Regions from separate parts of the Sus scrofa genome. Here all the other regions are linked to region 1. The links are chromatin contacts, called in public HiChIP or PLAC-seq maps. All regions are on one chromosome and are shown on one strand. Each heading gives the region's core, a stretch centred on a gene start, on an enhancer-like site or on the middle of the called end of the contact. The rest is flanking DNA. Distances are from core to core; before and after follow the strand shown. Region 1 overlaps GNG7 (guanine nucleotide-binding protein G(I)/G(S)/G(O) subunit gamma-7). Region 2 has its middle 16 kb from the start of GADD45B. Region 3 overlaps GNG7 (guanine nucleotide-binding protein G(I)/G(S)/G(O) subunit gamma-7).

Evidence for each region. HiChIP or PLAC-seq counts read pairs in DNA pulled down with a chosen protein or histone mark.
Region 2: an H3K27ac HiChIP or PLAC-seq map of skeletal muscle shows a contact between it and region 1. The contact joins two enhancer-like sites. A contact is called at or near these places in 7 of 47 Hi-C or Micro-C datasets (liver, mesenteric adipose tissue, omental adipose tissue and 3 more) and 2 of 2 datasets of contacts at active chromatin or transcription factors (alveolar macrophages and skeletal muscle).
Region 3: a contact with region 1 is called in an H3K27ac HiChIP or PLAC-seq map of skeletal muscle. The contact joins two enhancer-like sites. A contact is called at or near these places in 10 of 47 Hi-C or Micro-C datasets (embryonic fibroblasts, epiblast stem cells, liver and 3 more) and 1 of 2 datasets of contacts at active chromatin or transcription factors (skeletal muscle).

The regions. Positions count from the first base shown.
Region 1 is chr2:75,984,192-75,987,784 of Sscrofa11.1, reverse strand. All of the region lies in intron 2 of GNG7 (guanine nucleotide-binding protein G(I)/G(S)/G(O) subunit gamma-7), which reads right to left. Among named protein-coding and RNA genes, the nearest start is that of GNG7, 56 kb to the right of the region's middle. Within about 2 kb of position 1,969, at least 29 of the 83 cell types and tissues checked have an H3K27ac peak or open chromatin away from gene starts, as enhancers often do. A contact at or near this core is called in alveolar macrophages, liver, mesenteric adipose tissue and 4 more, where this site is marked.
Region 2 is chr2:76,093,457-76,097,049 of Sscrofa11.1, reverse strand. No RefSeq gene overlaps it. Among named protein-coding and RNA genes, the nearest start is that of GADD45B, 16 kb to the left of the region's middle. Within about 2 kb of position 1,634, at least 63 of the 83 cell types and tissues checked have an H3K27ac peak or open chromatin away from gene starts, as enhancers often do. A contact at or near this core is called in alveolar macrophages, liver, mesenteric adipose tissue and 4 more, where this site is marked.
Region 3 is chr2:76,061,104-76,064,696 of Sscrofa11.1, reverse strand. All of the region lies in intron 4 of GNG7 (guanine nucleotide-binding protein G(I)/G(S)/G(O) subunit gamma-7), which reads right to left. Among named protein-coding and RNA genes, the nearest start is that of GADD45B, 49 kb to the left of the region's middle. Within about 2 kb of position 1,961, at least 26 of the 83 cell types and tissues checked have an H3K27ac peak or open chromatin away from gene starts, as enhancers often do. A contact at or near this core is called in omental adipose tissue and skeletal muscle, where this site is marked.

The DNA of each region.
Region 1 (3,593 bases), core at 720-3,219:
TGCACACACACACACCAAAAAGATGCCCCAAATGCTCATGGGAGCCTGAGTCTGTCCTGGGGGTGTGTGTGTGGGGAGCAATGCAGCCCGTGTACAAACATGGCAACCCTGGTGGCCCCACAACACAGGTGACGGTCCCCAGCTGGCACCTCTGCCCCCCAAGAGGTGGCTGAGCACATCAAAGTCCTGAGAAGGGCACAGGAACCAGGTCTGCAAACTTTCCTGTTAATTCTCAAGGATAGAGGAGGGGCAGGCGGGCAGGCAGGGGGACCCGGCACCTCTGCTCCCACCCCCAGCTCCTCGGGTGCTTACTGAGCTTGGACAAGTCCACTCCAAGGGCTGAGCTGTTCCTGCCCCAAGAACAGGAAGACAAGGTCAGCTCAGGACACAGAAGTACCGCCTCACTGCTGTCCTTCCTGGTGGACGCGGGGTGGGACCTGCAGAGGGTGCACTCTTGCTGGTCACCTCCCAGGGGAAAGTTCTGTCCCCATGGTTCTTTCAGTCAAGGGGAAGGGTCCTGGGGTGGGGAGCAGGGGCTCAGAGCTCCCCACCAACCTGCTGAAGGGCTTGGGGTCCCTCACTCAGGCCCAGGTTTCCATGGATACCAGGGAGGCTGGACGACCCCTGACACCTTCAGGAAGAAGGAAGGCAGAGACCAGAGGGGAGGGTCAGGGGCTCAGGCAGGAGAATTTCAAAGACAACAGGGTGATGTGACATGCTTCCTGTCCATCCAGAACCCTCACTGTGCCTCCTGGGGACACGGACGGCAGAACTGATAACCTCACCTCCTCTTGCAGCAGCCTTGGGCAGCAGGGCAGTCATCACCCCAATTTACTGAAGGGAAAGAGGGTGGGAGCAGATGCCTGCCTGAAGGGGGTCTCAGAGTGGGAGGTGCTGAGGTGGTGCTGCTTCCCGCAGGCCTGGCGCCAGTGGCCACCCCACCCTCAAACATTGTGGAAACAGCCCTGAAGCCTGCTGGGCCTTTCCCCATCACTGCTGGGGGTGATTGGGGCACCTCACCTTCTCTGTGGCTCAGTTTCCTAATGCAGAAAACCAGGAAATCAACTGATTGCTGCCATGGGTGGGATGGAACCCTCTATGGCTCCCTACTGCCCTCAGGATAAGATAGTCTCTGCCCAAGGCCTCCTTGCTCCCTCTGCTTCACCTTGCACCCTTGCCCACTGTCCTGGAAGCAGCTTCTGCTCCCAAGCACACACCCTCCCACCCCAGTCAGCTCCATGGCACCACCAACCTCAACTCAGACGTCACTTCCTCCAAGAAGGCCTCCCTGAAGCCTTGGGGGAGCACCTGCTGTTGCTCTCAGGCAGTGCTGTCACTATCAGCTCACTCAACCAGGGTCTCAGCTGGAGTGATTCTACTCCTCTCCCACCCCCCCACCCCCGAGCAGTTGGGGACACCTGTGGTTGTCATTAGTGGGAGGCTCCTGGCATTGAATGGGTGGGAGCAGGGATGCTGCTCCACCCCCCACGGTGCCTGGCCCCGTCCAGAAAATGACTGCTCCCTCCTACCCGGCCATCAGTGCCGAGGGGGCCAGCCGGCCCTGCCCCTCAGCATGGGGACAAGGGAGACTTGGTTGACGGTTCACCAAGGGGCCCGTGTGGGTGTGGCCCCATCCCCAGTCCCCAGCTGCCTCTCTTCCCACCTTCTCCGCATGCCTGTCCTCACTGGCAGCCCTGGCTCCCTGGTCAAGGACACCCACAGCTCGCAGCCCAGCTCTCCCTGCCTTCCAGCCGCTTGGCTTTGTGAGCCCAGCACCCAGGGGCCCTGGCTCCAAGCTCGCCTGTCATCAGGCAGAGCTCTCGAATCAGCTGGGACGTTAGTCAGGGAGCCAGGGACAGCATGTCCCATTCCAGGGGACTCACGAGCTGACCTCGGCCCTGGCCGCTGACTCAGCGAGGGAGCCCAGTGTGATCATCACTGCTTTCGGGGCGTGGTGAGTGCGCTCCCTGCAGGCCCCTATGTGTCATGAGTCCTGCTCACAGGCTCGCCTCTCCGCTGGGGAGGTCAGGTGAGGATTCCTCCCCAGCTCATTCCTTCCTTCTTTTGCTCACTTGCTAAACATCCGGCCGGCGGTTGGGCAAGATCCTTGACCTGAAGGAGCTTACGGTCCAGCCTGGGTAACAGATGCAGCTAATTAGAATGTCACAGAACAGTTACCGCGTGGCCCTGGGCCAGTTCCTCAGCCTCTCTCAGCTCCTAGTTTCTCTGTGAGACGGAGCTGGTGATCTCTAATTGGCAGGGTTGAGGTGAGTTTCAGAACGAGCACACCTGAAGGCAACCGGGTAGGTGTGTCAGTCAGCTACTGGTGTGTGACAAGATGCCACAAACGTAGGGTCAAAAACAACATCCTTGATCATCTCCTGGTTTCTGTGTTAGGAAAGAGGGTGTGGCTTAACTGGGTCCTCAAATCGGGGTCTCAAAAGCCTGAAATCGAGGGACTGGCTAGGTTGAGTTCTCCGCTGGGAACTCAGGGTCGCCTCCCAAGCTCATCTGTGTGGTTGGCAGAATCCACCTCCCCGCAGTGGTAGGACTTTTCCTGCTGGTTGTTGGGTGAGAGTAGCTCTCAGCTCCGAGGCTGCATGGCCTCATCCAGCTCATGATGTGGCTGTTTGCTTTCTTCAAGGCCAGTAGGAGAGTGTCTGCCACTACTCTGGTCTTTCTCCCTCTCGCTCTCTCTCTCTCTTTTTAATCTTTTTAGGTCTGCACTCACGACACATGGAGGCTTCCAGGCTAGGGGTCGAATTGGAGCTGTAGCTGCTGGCCTACACCATAGCTCACAGCAACGCCAGATCCTTAACCCACAGAGCGAGGCCAGGGATCGAACCTGCGTCCTCATGGATGCCAGTCAGATTCATTTCTGCTGAGCCACCATGGGAACTCCCCTCTCACTCTCTTTATTGTGATAAAAGGCATCTTGCCATCTTAAATATTTCTAAGTGCACAGCTCAGTGGCATTAGGCACATTCACAATGTCATGTGACCATCCCCACCATCATCTCCAGGACTTTCTCATCTTCCCGAATGGAAACTCTGTCCCCATGAAACACTGACTTGCCAGCCCCTCCCCCAGCCCCTGCCCCACCATCCACTTCCTGTGTCTATGGATCTGACGCCTCTAGACACGCTTCTGATCTCTTGGAAGGGCCCATCCCACCCAGATGGCCCCCCTTGTGATGAACTCTAAGGTCAACTGATTAAGGGTCTTCGTGACACCCGCCAAGTCCCTTTGGCCATATCACACCAGCCTAACCACAGTGGCATCCCACCCATTCCAGGCTCCACCCACACTCGGGAGCAGGGATCACACAGGGTGTGGACACCAGGGGCAGCCGTCATGGGCGCCGTCTTGGAGTTCCACCTCCCGCAGGAGGTGCACAGACGTGGAGGGTGCTGCTATTGTGAAGGCTCCCGTGAGGGAGAAGCACACGGCAGCTCTCTGGGCACAACCCCCCTTACGTGGGGCACAAAGGAGGCAGCAGTGAACTTCGGGGAAGACTTTACTCCAGCCACGGGCTATTTCAGCAGGCCTCAGAGCTCAGGCCGAATGGCTGGGCGAGGACAAGGGACGGTTC
Region 2 (3,593 bases), core at 385-2,884, 110 kb before region 1:
ATTCACCCCTTTGAAGGGTATAATTCCGTGGTTTTTAGTGTATTCAGACCGGTGCAACCGTCGTCTATAATTCCAAAATATTTTTATCACCCCCCTAAAAGAAGCCTGGTCCCATGAGCAGTCACCTCCACCCCCTCCCCCAGCCCCTGACAACCAGGAACCAATTCTCAGGGTCTGTGGCTGTGCCTTTTCTGGACATTTCCCATCAATGAAGTTTCACACTATATGGTCTTCTGTGTCTGCTTCTCTCACCGGGCATCAATATTTCAAAGTTAGTTTGTTCCTCTCTTTTCTTTTTTTGCCTTTTTAGGGCAGCACCCGAGGCATATGGAGGTTCCCAGACTAGGGGTCCAATCAGAGCTGCAGCTGCTGGCCTACACCACAGCCACAGCAACACCAGATTTCAGCCGAATCTGCAACCTACACCACAGCTCACAACAATGACAGATCCTTTAGCCACTGAGTGAGGCCAGGGATTGAACCCACATCCTCCTGGATACTAGTCAGATTCCTTTCCGCTGAGCCATGACAGGAACTCCTAGTTTGTTTCTCTTGATCACTGACTAGTATTTCAACCTATGGTCCCACCTGTTTGCCTGTTCACCAGGAATGGGGAGCTGGGTTGTTTGCTGTTTCTGGTGGTTAGGAATAAAGTTGCTACAAATATTCACCACGGAGGTGTGGACCTAAGTTTTCATTTCTCCTGGATAATACCTAGGAGTGGGGTTACCGGGCCCCCTGGTGAGAAAACGCTTTACATTAATTCATTTATTCTTCATAAACTAGGAAGGAAATACTATGATTAGATGCATTTTACATATACAGAGAGTAGATGTTCCCACAAAGGCGCGGGCGCACACAGACACAGAGCAAGCTGGGATCTTGCCCCGATCACCCACAGAGGCCCGCCAGGATCCACGCACATGCCCAAGACTCCCAAGGGCGCACACACGAAGCAGCCGGGTTGTCACGCCCCACACCCCCGGAACAGACGCCGGTGGGGCCTGCAGACCCAGACGTGCTACAGACACACTGCGATTTGTTCATCTTTCCAGCCAACTCGTCTCGTCCTGACAGTAATTAGCTCCCAGACTGGCGGGGAGACGGTGAACAGGCTCAGAGTCATCGCCGCGGCTCCACGCCCACAGGCCACCGGCACCCTTGTGTGTGGTGGGGGAGCGGGCGGGCTTGGTGCCCCTCCTCCTCTCCTCCATCACAGACAGGCCCTGCAGGGTCAGCTAGGGTTTCCCACCCTCTCCTCAGAGCCAGCAGAGGCTCTGTACACAGATCTACGGTGCTTTCCATGCGGTATCCCATGAACTTGTGCATGCCTGAACCCCCCAGGCGTGCAAGTGTGTCGCTGCACCGGGACCCGGGCACTCCACACTCGGGGAGCGTGTGCACGCGGCTGGGTGCTCCTGGAACTTGCGGGCGCGCGCCCAGGGCCGGCGTGGCGGGGGTGGGGGCGGGGCGGGGGGGGTCTGAGTTGGATCACGCCCCGCCCCGCTGCTCTGACGGGCCGGAAGACCTGTGGCGGCGGGCACTGGCGTCACGGATTTCCACTGGAGACCTTGCGCGGGGGCCGGGATTCCCTGGCGCAGGAACGCCTGTGACGGCGGCGCCCGCCTGCGCCCGCCGCGCGGGGAGGTTGGACCTGGCTGGGATGACATCAGCCCCAGCGTTGCTGGAGCTGGCCTGGGCGGGAGGAGGATCTGGAGAAATGAAAGTGATTCTGGCTGCGGAATCGCGCCCCAAGCCTTGTACTTGCCCGGCTACGGGTTGAGCGCTGTGTTCCGATCAGCCCTGAGCCAGGTGCGGCCAATGTCCCCATTTCACAGGTGTGGAAACTGAGGCTCGTGGGCCCTCACCTGTGAGACTTGCATGCCTCAAGTCCTCATCTCGGGGTTCTCAAAGAGTCACCCAGTCGAAAGAGTGAGGGGCCGGGGCTGGAAGCCCCCTTTTCCCAGCCCCTTCTGGGGTCTCGATCCCTCACCCACCAGTGTCCCTCTCTTTTCCGTAGCGAGCGGGCTCAGAGAGGGCCTGGGCTGCCCTGGCGCCACCCAGCAAGTTGGGCGCTCAAGCCAGGTCTGTCCACCCTGTTGGTCTCTCCCCAGCTCTGGCCCCTGCGGTGGCCAGAGGCGTTGCCGGCGTCAGAGCCGGGCGCCCAGGCTGCCCGGCGGGGTGTGCCCACCGGCTGGCTGCCTTTGTGCTGAGGCCAGGACGAGTAGACTCTAAAAATAGCCTGGGAGGAGGCGAGGGCTATTTTTAGCCTGCGTGGCGGGGCTAAGGCCCTCTCGATTCCTGGGTCAGCAGCCCTCAGGCCAGGGAAGTGGGGAGGGGGAGGGGACTCCACTTTACAGGGTCCTTACCCTTCCTGGGAGTTCCGACCCCTCCAGGTCTTGGGGTCAGCACCCTCCGCCCCCGGCCCTGTTCAGTGCGTAGCCAGCCCTGGGGAGGGCGGCTGGGGAGAAAACCTGGGGCGGCGGGGGGGGGGGGGATTGCCCGAGGCCACCTTTCCTGAAACCCCACCCGTTTCTCTAGCTGCCCAGGCCTTTTGTGGGGCAGGGAGGCTGCTTTCTATTTTGGGAAGGTGTTGGAATAGTTTATCCGGCTAAAAATAGCCGGTTTGGGGATTCCTCCACCCAGGCTGGCCGCTCCGCCTCTCCACCTCCTCCTCCTCCTCCTGGCTGACCAAAGGCTTGCCTGGATCACAAAGGACAGACAAGGACAAACAGCCCCCAGGAGTAGGGGTCTCCCTTGGGGCAGACCTAGTGGGGCGATTTCCTTGTTTCCTGATTGTGGGGGAGGGGCCGCTTAAGGGCGTTCCCACGTTCCAGGTGAGCCAGACTTTCTGGCCTCCGTGACATCTCACATCAGAATTCCGTCTCCTGGGCAGGGTGGGGCTTCCCCGACTCACCTTTCACCTCCTTTCAGGGTTGTGACTGTAGGCTCTGCTGTGAAGGGGTCTTGACTTCTACACTCTGGCTGAGGCGGGGAACAACATTCCCAAGAGGGAAATCTGCATGCGTGGGTAAACCGAGGCACAGAGGATCCAGGGCAGGAGTGGGACCCATTTGAGGCTCATTCCCCAACCATTTCATCTCTATTTACACTTGAGAGTTTAACAGCTGGGCAAACTTGAAGTAGTGACTCTATCTCTCTGTGCCTTCAGGAAAATGGCATAATAATCACGATAACGATATTGTAAAAACACAAGTGCACAGATTAGAGACTTTAGAACGGAGTCCTAGCAGGTGATGGAATGGGCAGCCCCAGAAAGGATGCTGCGATGGTTGGCTGGAGCAGAGAACATTTTGGGTTCCAGGTGGCTCCACACTTTGAGGCTTGATGCTCCTTACTCATAGTCCTTGAAGCTCAAAGGAGTGACCCTTTGCTATAGATCAGGAAATTGAGACCCTGGGATAATTTCATGGGACAAGGGCCTCATGACTGGTGACACATGGGAAGCCAGAGAGGTGTCCTGACTGTCTTGGCTCTGACCTGCACCATATTCCACAGCTGCCTTTTGCATTCATTCACCCGTTCCTTTCCTTCACTCACTCGGCAAATATTTGTTGGGCACTGTATGAGTT
Region 3 (3,593 bases), core at 712-3,211, 77 kb before region 1:
GCAACCTCATGGTTCCTAGTTGGATTTGTTTCTGCTGGGCCATGATGGGAACTCCCTGGAATGACATTTTTAAGTAAACATTTTGCAAAAAAAAAAAAAAGAAAGAGGGAGTTCCTGTTGTGGCTCAGCAGTAACGAACCTGACTAGTATCCATGAGGACGTGAGTTCAATCCCTGGCCTCCCTCGGTGGGTTAAGGATCTGGTGTTGCTGTGAGCTGTGGCATAGGTCGCAGACAAGGCCTGGATCCCATGTTCCTGTGGCTGTGATGTAGTCTGGCAGCTGCAGCTCCAATTTGACCCCAGCCTCAGAACTTCCATATGCCGTGGGTTCGGCCCTAAAAAGAAAAAAAGAAAAGAAAAGGAGAAAAAAAAAAAAAAAAAGAAAAAGAAAAAGAAAAGGAAGAAAAAGAAAAGCCCTCATCTTGGTGTTGAAGTAGAAGCTATATATTTTCCTAATCAGAAGGAAAGTACGTACAACCACTATGGAAAACAGTATGGAGATATCTCAGAAAAATATAGAAACTTTAAATATAGAACTACCATATGACCCAGCAATCCCACTCCTGGGCATGTAACCAGACAAAACTTTCATTGAAAAAGATACATGCACTCCTATGTTCATTGCATCACTACAAACATTAGCCAAGGCATGGAAACAACAATCAGCAAATGTCCATCGACAGATGAATGGATTAAGATGTGGTGTATATACACAATGGAATATTACTTAGCCATAAAAAAGAAAATAATGCCATTTGCAGCAACATGAATGGAACTAGAGACTCTCATACTAAGTGAAGTCAGTCAGAAAGAGAAAGACAAATACCAGCGGGGCACGGTCCCTGTATCGTCCATGGCCCAGTGCATTTGGCAAAGAGTATAGACATGGGGGGACCCAGGTCTGAGGGTCTCCACACACTGGGGGGTGATGCTTCTTTTTCTGAGGAAGGACTAGGGCAGAACACTGGGGACATCAGTGACACCAGCACTGGGCCTGGGGCAGGCCTGAGTGGCCACCAGCGTCAGAGAAAACCCTGAGTGCCTCCTGTCTGGTTATGGTTTGTAAGTGATGCTGGGGATCTTGGAGTTCCCGTCCTTTTTTTTTTTTTTTTTTTATCTTTTTCAGCCACACTCACGGCATACGGAAGTTCCCAGGTCAGGGATCAAATTTGAGCTGCATCTGTGAACTACACTGCAGCTGTAGCAACACCAGCTCCTTAACCCACTGTGCCAAAGAGGGAACTCTGCATTTTCTCCCAGGACATGAGCAGGCTGTCCTGCCAGCTTCCAACACGGCTACACGTGTGTGCTCCTGAGAGGCCCCTGCATAATCACCTCTGCCCCCATGGAGGACAGCCCCTCCCCACCCCCCAGGAGGACTTATCATGTCTCTGTTCCTTTGCTACTGCTGGCTGGTGTTTCCTGGCAGTCATGTCTGCTTCCTTCTGGCTGGGCGGGTTAGATGGGGTAATGGGCACTCCCTCAGGCAGGCCAGGCACTGTGGGCTCTAAGGTGGCTTTCTACTCTGGGTCTGCCAGGATGCCTGACATGACTATGTGTCCGGATCGCTCTTGTGGCGGGGTGGGGGGAGGAACACATGGCAGACAGGGATCTGAGACCTTGTTGGAGGCAAAGCCAAGAAGCAGCCAGCCAGCCTGGGGCCCCGAGGCTGAGGCGCAGGGCAGATGGGAGAGTGGGATGGGCATGTAGCCCAGGCGGCCAGGGAGGACACCCCATCCCGCAGGGCATCTCTGGCAGGCAGACACAGAGGCCCCAGCAGACATGCCCCCTGCTCAGCCTGCGATGCCATCTCAGCACCGGAGGTGCTTTCCGGCTGCTCAGGAAGCAGTGACAGCGAGAATGCCATGCCTGCAATGGCTTTGAATTCCATACATAGCTCGCATAGCTGGGAGGGTGCCGCTCGGCCGGCCTGAGAAACGACACCGGCCACCAGTGCTGCCTCCTCACCAGAAGAGAGGACAGGATGCCAGTGGAAGCCTCTGAAAGTTGGCTGCTTCAGGCTGCGTAGAAGGAAAAGAATGTGAAAAATGTGGCTGGCGGGGCAGAGGCAAGGGGAGCAGGGCCTTCGAGGAGCGGCTTCTGGTTCTGGTGGCCCTAGAGGGAGCTCCTGAGGACCCCGCCCCAGCCGGCCAGGCTGTCATTTCCACAACCTGCAGAATGTGGACCTGCAGAGCAGCCGGTTCCTGGGAAGCCACGGCTGCACCTCTTCCCCCAGGGAGGTTCTAGGCAAGACCTAGACTAACTGCTCCGTTCATGGAAAAGCGGGTCACGTAGTGCTGGAGGATTGAAAACAGGGGGTTCAGGACTCTGTTCTCCCCCTAGCCCGCTGCTCCTCTGTTCTGCATCTCAGAGATACAACGACTAGAAGCAGCATGAGCTACCAGGCCTGGGATGAGGTGAGGTGGGAGCCCTGGCTCTCAGAGAGAGAGAATGTCCCCAAAAGGCCACCTACTGTCCTGAGGAGGATGAACTAGTCCAGGGTCTGTCCTCCCCCTGTCCCCCTACAGCCCTGCTGACACTGGTGCAGGTCATTCACTGTGGGAGGCAGAGCAGCATCCCTGCCCTCCCCACACCAGAAACCCCTTAGCTGTGACAACCACAGGTGTCCCCAGACATAGCCCCATGTCTCCAGGGGGCAGGACCACCCCTCCAGTTGAGAAGCACTGGATTAGAATCCCTTGACAGAGCCCTCATGTCAATGCCTCTGTCCTGAATTTTGCCATTAATGACAACAGGGAGGCTCATGAGACATGGGAATGAAGGTTTTATTTCTGGGGTGTGGTGCTGGTTTCAGGGCCTACCCTGAGTCAGGGCTAATGCCCCCCCCCCCACCTGTGACCTGGAGTGACCCCCCTGGGCCGCACCTGGGGGACTGGCTGGCAATTATGAAGCCTTTGTCACACACCCCACCTTCACCAGCAACCTAGCAAGGGCCTCGTGGGGTCTGTCCACACCTCTACGATGACGCCCAGTGACCTTGTGCCATCCCCTCTCTAAGTGTGCAGCACCCGAGAATACTAGGGGACATGGCTCTGGGGCCACCTTGTGTCCATGATAGGGGCTGTCCTTGGTGGGCCTACTCTAATCAGGGGAACAAGGGTGAAAGGGATCCCACATGAGGGAGAGCCCTTGTTGCCAGCTCTGACGATGGAGGTGGCTAGGTGACAAGAAATGGAGGAGGTTGCAAGGGAAGGGGAAGCCCAGTGCTATGGCTGCAAGGAACTGAATTCTGGAACAACCAAAATGAGCTCCAGATGAGGCTTTCAACTGCAGCCTGGTGAGGCCCTGAGCAGAGAGGGTGGCCATACCTCGGCCTGACCACTGACTCCCAGAACCATAAGCTGGACTCGATAGCTTGTTAGGTGGCCTGGAGAGCTGATGTGCTGGCCAGGGGGGCCTGAGAGGGGTCTTCTGACTGTCAGCCTGCTTTTTTCTAGCACTTTCTGTGCTAGATGCTGGTTGTGGGGCTGGCATCCACTCTTCCCGCTGGGCATGGACAGGACACTGAGCGGCTGCCCTTCTCTTTTGCACCAGCCCTGAGGCGCAGGTAAAGTGTGCAAACCAGAGGTATT